Linked DNA regions of Sus scrofa: regions 1 and 3 are each linked to region 2. The links are chromatin contacts, called in public HiChIP or PLAC-seq maps. All regions are on one chromosome and are shown on one strand. Each heading gives the region's core, a stretch centred on a gene start, on an enhancer-like site or on the middle of the called end of the contact. The rest is flanking DNA. Distances are from core to core; before and after follow the strand shown.

Evidence for each region. HiChIP or PLAC-seq counts read pairs in DNA pulled down with a chosen protein or histone mark.
Region 1: a contact with region 2 is called in an H3K27ac HiChIP or PLAC-seq map of alveolar macrophages. The contact joins two enhancer-like sites. A contact is called at or near these places in 14 of 47 Hi-C or Micro-C datasets (alveolar macrophages, embryonic fibroblasts, fetal heart ventricle and 9 more) and 2 of 2 datasets of contacts at active chromatin or transcription factors (alveolar macrophages and skeletal muscle).
Region 3: an H3K27ac HiChIP or PLAC-seq map of alveolar macrophages shows a contact between it and region 2. The contact joins two enhancer-like sites. A contact is called at or near these places in 6 of 47 Hi-C or Micro-C datasets (alveolar macrophages, embryonic fibroblasts, fetal heart ventricle and 3 more) and 1 of 2 datasets of contacts at active chromatin or transcription factors (alveolar macrophages).

What each region holds. Positions count from the first base shown.
Region 1 is chr4:66,271,917-66,274,626 of Sscrofa11.1, forward strand. No RefSeq gene overlaps it. Among named protein-coding and RNA genes, the nearest start is that of C4H8orf34, 360 kb to the right of the region's middle. Within about 2 kb of position 1,290, at least 15 of the 83 cell types and tissues checked have an H3K27ac peak or open chromatin away from gene starts, as enhancers often do. A contact at or near this core is called in alveolar macrophages and retroperitoneal adipose tissue, where this site is marked.
Region 2 is chr4:65,638,819-65,641,828 of Sscrofa11.1, forward strand. It overlaps SULF1 (extracellular sulfatase Sulf-1), which reads right to left. Exons shown (of 22, transcript XM_021089268.1): 10 at 1,571-1,699; 11 at 1,243-1,299; 12 at 317-446. Among named protein-coding and RNA genes, the nearest start is that of SULF1, 140 kb to the right of the region's middle. Within about 2 kb of position 1,468, at least 7 of the 83 cell types and tissues checked have an H3K27ac peak or open chromatin away from gene starts, as enhancers often do. A contact at or near this core is called in alveolar macrophages and retroperitoneal adipose tissue, where this site is marked.
Region 3 is chr4:66,249,537-66,252,391 of Sscrofa11.1, forward strand. No RefSeq gene overlaps it. Among named protein-coding and RNA genes, the nearest start is that of C4H8orf34, 390 kb to the right of the region's middle. Within about 2 kb of position 1,260, at least 5 of the 83 cell types and tissues checked have an H3K27ac peak or open chromatin away from gene starts, as enhancers often do. A contact at or near this core is called in alveolar macrophages, where this site is marked.

The sequences.
Region 1 (2,710 bases), core at 40-2,539, 630 kb after region 2:
ATTCTGTCTCTGGAGTATAACAAATCAAAGAGAAAAAGGTGTTAAAAATGTATCAATACTACATATGGAATTATACACTCAGTTCCATAAAACCTGGTGTTCTATGGCTTGGATCTACCTACGGAAATGTAATATCCTCTTTACTCTATGGTAAACCTCATAGCCTTGGGAAGCCAACTCCCTTATTTTCCAGGTGAAATTTGATGCTATCTTGACATTCTAGAATCATTTAAACCCCAAATCGTTGAAAGATTTATGACATGTAATCCTAAATGAAATGACATGACTATCTTGGAAATATGGTTATCTGTACAAGCGCTAAATCCTTTGAAATCACTTTTGAAAGTATCAGAATGAGTCAAGGTAAGCCTATTTTAGATAGACATTTTAATCTATTTTATGAGTGTATGTAGTTACAATCAGCTTTTCTCAATGTCCAACTAACTGGTCATTTCTTTAAAAGGACCACGGTCAGATATACTTGCTCAAAGTTCAGGAATGCCTACAAACGCTAAGTTAGTATGACCTAGAATTGCATATTTCGAAGCTATCATCTTTGGCAAGGAGAGAAGGTGATCTAGTGTTATTCTAAATGAGGCATACTGTGCTATAGGAATAAATAAACCCCTAACTTCCCTGGCTGAATAAAGATTTATTACTCACTCATATTTCCTGTTATTACAAATCAGCAGGAACTCTGCACATAGTCATGAATGCAAACATCTTTAGACTCTGCTGTCTGAGTTTATAACATCCAAAATCACAGAAGCAGGGAGGAGGAAGAAAAAAAGAGTATGGAGAACTCGCACCTCTACTAATGCCTTGGGCTGGGAAGCAGCACTCCCACTGCTGGCCTGCTGGTCAGTTAGTCACACAACCCTGCCTAACTGCCGGGGGCCAGGACATCTTTCCACATGCCAGGAAGAAGAGGAGAGAACTATATCCGGTAAGCGACACTAACCTCTCTCACAGACCCAGCGAAAGCTATTGAACGGCAAGTGCAAACAGTAAGTCTATAAAAGATGCTAAAACCTGACTCATAACTTAAGACACATGCATATTTGTTTTCCACAATGAAACACATCTTTCCACAGCTCAGTTTAAGCCACTGATCATATGATCCTCATTACGCTCTAAGGAATTTTTCCTGTACACGCTCATGATCTTTACCTAAAAATGTTTTGCAAAATATGGTCATAAAATTTCCACCAGTGCAAAAGTTCCCCTTTCACTCAGGAGCCCGGGGTAAATTTGGGGCGAGTCATTCGGTCAAATGCCTGTGGTTTGTGACTGGGCCTTCAGGCACAGCTGTAAAGTGCTGTGCTGGACACTGCAGGGCTACAGGGAAGTTGGTGGCAAACTCTTGCAGAACTTCTGCTTTTAGTCCATCAGTTGGCCATTCCCCGCCCCCCCCCCCTGCCCCCAGAAGCCGTGTATACTGCTCAGTCACCACCTCCCCTTGCCTTGGCTATAGGCAGTTTTTGAGAAAAAAGTGCTGTGTATCTGCCAGATTTTTCAGAACCTGAGTCATATTACCATTGTAATCTTGCACAAAGCACTCAGGGATCTTCAGACACATATTAAATGATTAAAATAGTGAGAAGAGTTGCCAAACCAAAGCTTTTGCTTGTATCCAAATCCACCCAAGTTGGCTTTGCAGAGATTGCTTCTACAAACATCAAGGACTCAAAAGAGACAAGAAGTCATCATGGACATTTAAAAGAAATGAACAAAAAAAGCAGTGGTGAGTGGGCCAAAAGTAAGTCAAAAAATCAGAAAGCATTTACAGAAATGACAAGCCCCGATTTACAGCAAGGGAACAGCTCTGTGCATAAGACCAAGAAAGATGACTGACACTCCTCCACTCTCAAAGGAGGGCCTTACAAGACTCGGAGTTCAGCAGCAGGCAATGGTTGTTTTCCTTGTATCCACCTAAAAACCTCTGCTTAATGACTCTGAAGGAAAAGAGGAAGATAAAAACACTGTAGCAGGTTCTTAAGTCTTTCCCTAAAGACTTCAGTTCTCTCATCATCACTATTAAGCAAAGAAGGAGGAATTTTCGAGGGAAAGGTCTCCACCCACTGACGAAAAAGACCCCAAATTGGTAACACCTTAGTTTTTGTTCCCTAAATAAGGGAAACTCTGTTTCTTCCATCCTCCCTCCCACTCTCATATAGCTGCTTTTTATTCCATCAACCCACAGGAAGTTTCTACAGACTCATTAAACTAGACCACTAAAGGTGTCCCACACATGGGGCCATGCTTGTCTCTTGCCTGAAATCCAGCTGTGCTTACAGGAACCAGGGATCTTGAAGTGCATTGCTTTTGACCTTCTGCTTCCTAGAAACAGTGTGTGGGCCACCCACTCTGTCCAGTGTACATAAAACCTTTCCTCTTGAAATCACTTTTTTTCAGTCCCTTAAGTGTTAGTGTGTGTGTTCCTGAGGCTTGTCCTGTTCCCACCACACATGCTTTCACTGGGTGATGCCATCTACTGCTCTGATTTCTGTTATGCTCTGTTTGATTGTGGTGACGATGCTCAAAGTCTTGGCTATGTCCCCAGTATAATCTCAACATGTCCCCAGCTGACCTCAACATCTTCCCCTCATCTTAAACATATCTCTAGAAGCCCTTTGTGTGTGTGTGTGTGGGGGGGCATTTTCAAGCCTACCCCATGCACAACTCTGGAATCGTGCTAAGAGATATGTGC
Region 2 (3,010 bases), core at 218-2,717:
TTCTAACCAGACTCTCCCTGTCACAGATCTGCTCTCTTGAACTGATGTTGGCTAATTGCGTGGATACCTACAAGTCTCTCTGAATGCACTCTCTCTCTTCACTGGAGGACGCTCAGGCTCAAGGAGTGATGAGGAGACCCAGCTTAGACCAGTTAGACACTGCTCTGTCAGGGAAAAGGTCTCACAGGGAGCATTCCACGACTACGATGAGAAGCTTATCTATACATGAGTGTACATAATCTTACAGGTTGAAAATCTTTTACATTTGAAATGGAGAAGCACATAAGTGGCGGTGCAAAAAAGCCGTGTCACTCACCTGCCCAGGTTGTTCACAGGCGGTCTGGTACCTGGCCTGCTGGCACAGTTCTTTAACCCTCTCATATTTGGGCAGGTGATTTGACTGTTGGATGTTCTTGTTGGAATCTTCCTTCTTACGCAGAAATTTCCTTTGACAGAAAGGGGAAAGCCTCTTATAGGAAATGTGATCTGAAATGACCTTTGCAGGGACCTGCCTGTTCTTTTTCTCCCTGTCACATGACCTCACATTCTCCAAACAGCAAGAAATAGACAGTGTGGCTCTACCCATGGGAGTTCAACATTTCATGAATCCCTGGCAAAAATTAAAAGCTGGGTACTATGAAGAGGAGAAATCAGGAGAGGAAGAATTATTTTCTCCAAAAGCATTCCTTTCAAAACTTGGGGCATACATGTTTTTAACTTTATAGGCTCAAAGTTCTTTTTGGTTATAATGAATGATAGAAATGGTTTTCTCTTGCTCAGCGTAAATATGGAGAAAAACAAAGACAACGGGAATTACAAATCAAAAGCGGAACCCCAGAAGTGACTATGGAGCAATTGCAATCTGATATATTTGTATATTCAAAACGAGGAAAGGCATATAAGGAAAAAAAGCAGAAGTGTCAGGCAGAACTTGGGAAGACGGTTGAGAAAGTCAATATTCTGGTCCATTTAGGAAACCAGGCAGAGAAACGCAATGGTAAATTCATAGCCATATAAGGGCTGCAGTCTCATCTTATAAAAATTTAATTTTCTTCACAATTCTGATGCAACGCTCATTGCTCTGCCGGCCAGTGGAGGATGAGCAGCAAACCATTCCGTCTTATGACCAGGTTTACGAAATCCACACGCTTAGGAAACCAAAATGAGGGGAAAAACATTCTCAGCAGGGAGAGCTGCCCACTAGGACTGGTTCCCAGAAGCACCCCAGAAACCAATAATTACCCTCTTTCCACGAGGAATGTATCACGCCAAATTTTGGCCTTCTTGTTTGTTCGAAACCTGAAAGCAAAATAATAATATTTACCATTGGCATCCGGGCGTTTTTCCAAATGGATCAGTGGTAACAGTTTATTTAAAGCAACACCTCTCACTCCCCGCAGACCAGGACTGCGTCTCCATCAATATGCTGTTTACAAACAGCCGAAAAAAAGTCTCAGCTCGGGGCGATCCTCAGGGGCAAAGCCTATTTTGCCTCCACTTCTTCCAGCTGCTGGCCACCTCTGGGAGCTGGAGTGCCCGGCGCTGGCTGAGGGGAAGGACATTGACGCACCTGTTACCTGGTTTCTCCAGGTCCAGAAGCTTGAGGACAGACTTGCCATCCACGTCGGGAGGCGTGTCGAGCCCAGCAATGTCCAGGATGGTTGGGGCCAGGTCAATGTTTAGAACGATCTGTGGGACTCTGCAAAGGGACAAGTGGTTACATGATGGAGCCAGCACCAGTGGAGGGTGCCACTAAGCCCTTTCTCCATCCCATGACTCACTGGCCCTCACTGCTTCTCAGCCTCTCCATTGGTCCCCCTAGGGATGGGAGGGCTTCTGAGTGGTTAGCAGGCAGGGTGGGACAAGATTAACCAACTCTCACAGTGGGTCAGGCTGGAAAAATGCCTGCATCCCTAAGCCCTGCCCTCACGGCAGACACTCTGGGACCTGATATTTGGTTTTTCTCCGATGTATACTTTCTTTTGAAACCCGACAGCCCATCACTTCTCTGTTGAACTGGGGCTTTGCAATCAGTCTTCTGAAAAAGGACACAAGGTTTTTATACTTGAATTCAGTCCTTGCAACCTAGTCTTTCAAACAGAAAGCCTTCTAACTGTAGATCTGATGATCCTCCAGGGGTGTCTAATGATCTGAGAGACACAGTAACATGCTTCAAAGTGACCCTGTTGACTGCCAGCCCCTCCCCCAAGGATGCAGATAATGCAGCAGTTGGAATGAGTGAGATGGGGTGGATGTGACTCAGAATGTCTAAGACCTGAGCCCCACTGCTGCTACTTCTAGGACCAGTGTGCATACATGGTCTGTGGAGCTTCTTCCCTGTGAAATCAGGGGTCCAGGCAGGGTGCTCATTAAGGGCTGATCCAGCTTTTGAATTTTCCTTGCACTCTTTTCCTTCACCCTTTTTTTTTTTCCTCACAGGCAGCATTTGGAAATTCCCAGGTCAGGGATCAAACTCTCGCCACAGAAGTGACAACACTGGATCCTTAACCCAGTGAGCCATCAGGGAACTCCCAGAATATTCTTAATCAATCTGAGAGATACATGCAATTCAAAACATAGAAACTATAATGATCACCTAGTGGTTACTTCAAGAAAGGGAAGTTCCCAGGCCAGGGATAGAACCTGAGCCACAGCAGTGACAATCCTGAGTCTTTAACCACTCGGCCACCAGAAAACTCCCTCATTCTTTCTGTAATTGTTTCATGTACATGATCTCATTTTATACAAAACATTCTGATGTGATTGGCAGGGCATATGATAACCATTTTTTGATGGGAATACCGAGCTACAAAGGGATGCAGTGACTTGCTGAAGGTGACAGGGATAGAATTCCAGTCTTTAGGATTCTTAAAATTTAAATGAATGTTTTAAAATTTGATTTTCTTAAAACAATTCTTTAGTAATACGTTTTTAAAAAAACCCAAGAGGATGGTCCTGGTTATGATTTTTTTAAATTATTTTTTATGGCTACACCTGAGGCATTTGGAAG
Region 3 (2,855 bases), core at 10-2,509, 610 kb after region 2:
TTATTGGACAAGGACCTGTCAACAGTAACTAAAAGCCCCTCCAGACTGTCTGTCTTACTGTCTATTACGGCCCAGGAACTGGTTCCTTCTTGTTGCTTCTTCACATATTTAGAACTATACTCTTCCAATCATTGATCTTCTTCAACAGTGTATTTGGCCCATCCTTTCAAGTTGCCTACTCATCATCATTATTATTATTTTTTCTTTTTATGGTCTCTTCTGTCACATATGGAAGTTCCCCAGCCAGGGGTTGAATTAGAGCTGCAGTTTCCAGCCTACGTCACAGCCACAGGTGCTAGATCCTTAACTCACTGAGCAAGGACAGAGATTGAACCTACATCCTCATGGATACTCTGTCAGGTTCATAACCCACTGAGCCTTAACAGGAACTCCTCGTCATTATTTTTATCAAAGGTTCAGTCACATTTGGTAATACTATCAGTTGATCTAAGAAAGGAATGGAAAATCTGATTTGGGCCAAATTTGAGGATTATAACCTGGGAAGAGCATCTCAGAAAGGACTGTCCTACCCCTTAGAGGTCAAGGCACAGTTATCTAAGTCTTTTGAGACAGAGGGCTCTACATTAAATGATGTGTTATTGAGAGTTTACACAATCCAGAGCTAAAGCTCACTTGGCCCCTTACAAGATCAAGAAGGAATGTTATCTTTAAGGAGTTGTCTTGTAGGCGCTGGAGAATGTTGCTTTTTCTGGTTGAGCAGGTATTTCTGCCCACGGGGGAGGTTAGGTCCCTGCACAGTGGGGGAGAGAGGAGGCCAAAGGGCAGAGACAATTTTTTATGTTTAAATTTTTCTTGCCTAGCCATAAAATAGGAGTTTTATCTCGCACAAGAAAGAGCAATCTTATCAAATAGGCAGAATACAAGTCCTACAACTAGTAACATTAATAAGACCATAAGTAAGCAATGGTATCTTCTAAGGAGTTACCTGGCTGGTGCCAGAAGAAGAAAAATTGACCTTTCTGGCAGAGAAGGTATTTCTGCCCTTGGGGATGTCTGGTTAACACATAATACAGATGCATGATGCACCCTACCAGGGAGGGATCAGGCCCAAACAGGCAGAGAATAATTTTGTCTTGCCCTCAAAGAGGAATTTTACATCATCAACCCCTAAATGTGTTTCTTACAAAAATGAAACATCTTTAGAAGGCAAATGTCTCGGTTCCTTCAAACCAGGGCATGTGACTTCTTTCCAAAATTCTAGCTCTTCCCCATTTTATGACATCTGCATTCTGCATGTATTGTGTTTATCCACATACTTGAATTACACTTAGTCATTAAGCAATGGTAGAGGAACTGGCTCGGAATAGGAATATTTAAAAGCTCATCCTTGACATAAACTAAAGACTGTTTGTTGTTATGACTCTTATGACAGAGCGATTGTAAAATGAGACAGAATATGCTGTTTTGTTTGGTTGAACTATTTTTCTTAGCTGAAGAGATAAAACCAAGGATATGGAGTTCCAAAGTGGCTCACTCAACAAAGATTACACAATTCAGCATTTCAGGCTGTTTTTAACAGGATGATGGGGTATGGGGCCCAAATAAACTTGGAAATTCCCTTAAATCATTAAAAATGGCATGCATTGTGTCAGAGAGGAAAAAAAATTTCCTTCTTCCCTTCTCACTTCTTTAGCTGGTCTAATAATCAAATTGATATAAGACAGATTAAATAGGAGAAAACCGAAGTTTAGTAACATGTATACTTTCTATATACCATGAGAGAGACACGGGAAAACAGTATTTGGCCCAAACGTGCAAAGCCATCCATCCCCTGAAATGCGACCTTCAGCTGAGGTCAAAAGAGGATGTTGAGGGAATGGAGAGGCCATTCTTGGAGGCCACCAGGAAAAGGACAGAGCACTGGGGTAAGGCTGTTAGGCAGGTTTAAGTCCTTGACTTCTCTGTTGATACGAGTTTTTGGTGATAAAGTCACTCCCCTCTTCTTGGTTACAAGAAGGGAGACACCCTTATAATCAGAGATTTGCCTTAGACTGTAAATGTTCTAAAGAAGGACGACTTGTATTTGGTTTTGGTTTTCGGAGTTCCTCCCATGTCTGCTGTTTCTTAAACAACCAGCCTAAACAATCCTTACGCCAAAGGTACATTTTTGAGGAGGCAAATTCGGCTCCCTTATAATTACATTGTATTTGTCCACACATATGGTAAAGTTTTACCCTTCCAACAGAGTCTCCGAAGGGGTCTGTACTTTTAAAAATGTGACACACAGGAGCTCCCATTATGGCGCAACAGTAATGAACCTAACTAGGATCCATGAGGATGAGGGTTCGACCCCTGGCCTTGCTCAGCGGGTTAAGGATCCAGCGTTGCTGTGATCTGTGGTGTAGGCTGGCTGCTGCAGCTCCATTTCAACCCCCGGCCTGGGAACTTCCATATGCTGCCGGTTTGGCTCTCCCCCAAAAAAGGGGATGCAATTACGTTACTGACTCTCCATATTTCAGGTTGCATCTGAAAGCACAAAAATGAGACATTTATTCTTTGTATTTGTTTAACATGTATTAAGTAGTAGTCATGTCACCCCCCCCCACTCCAGGAAACTGCAATTTAATGGAAGTGATGATAATTATATTACTAAGATATATTTATGTTAAAGGATAGTGTTTTGTTTTGTTTTAAATCTTAAATAGTCGTAAAGCCTGGATCAGCTTTATCTATTTTTTTTAATTTACTTAATAAATTTTCTTTCATTTATGGGTGTACAACAGTGTTTTTTAAAAGATAAAAGCTTGACTCCCAAGAATGTAAAAGGAAACAATGTAAAAGGTCTTATCAAATGTATTAATGTATTAATTAATAAGGGAATTAGTAAGATGTTA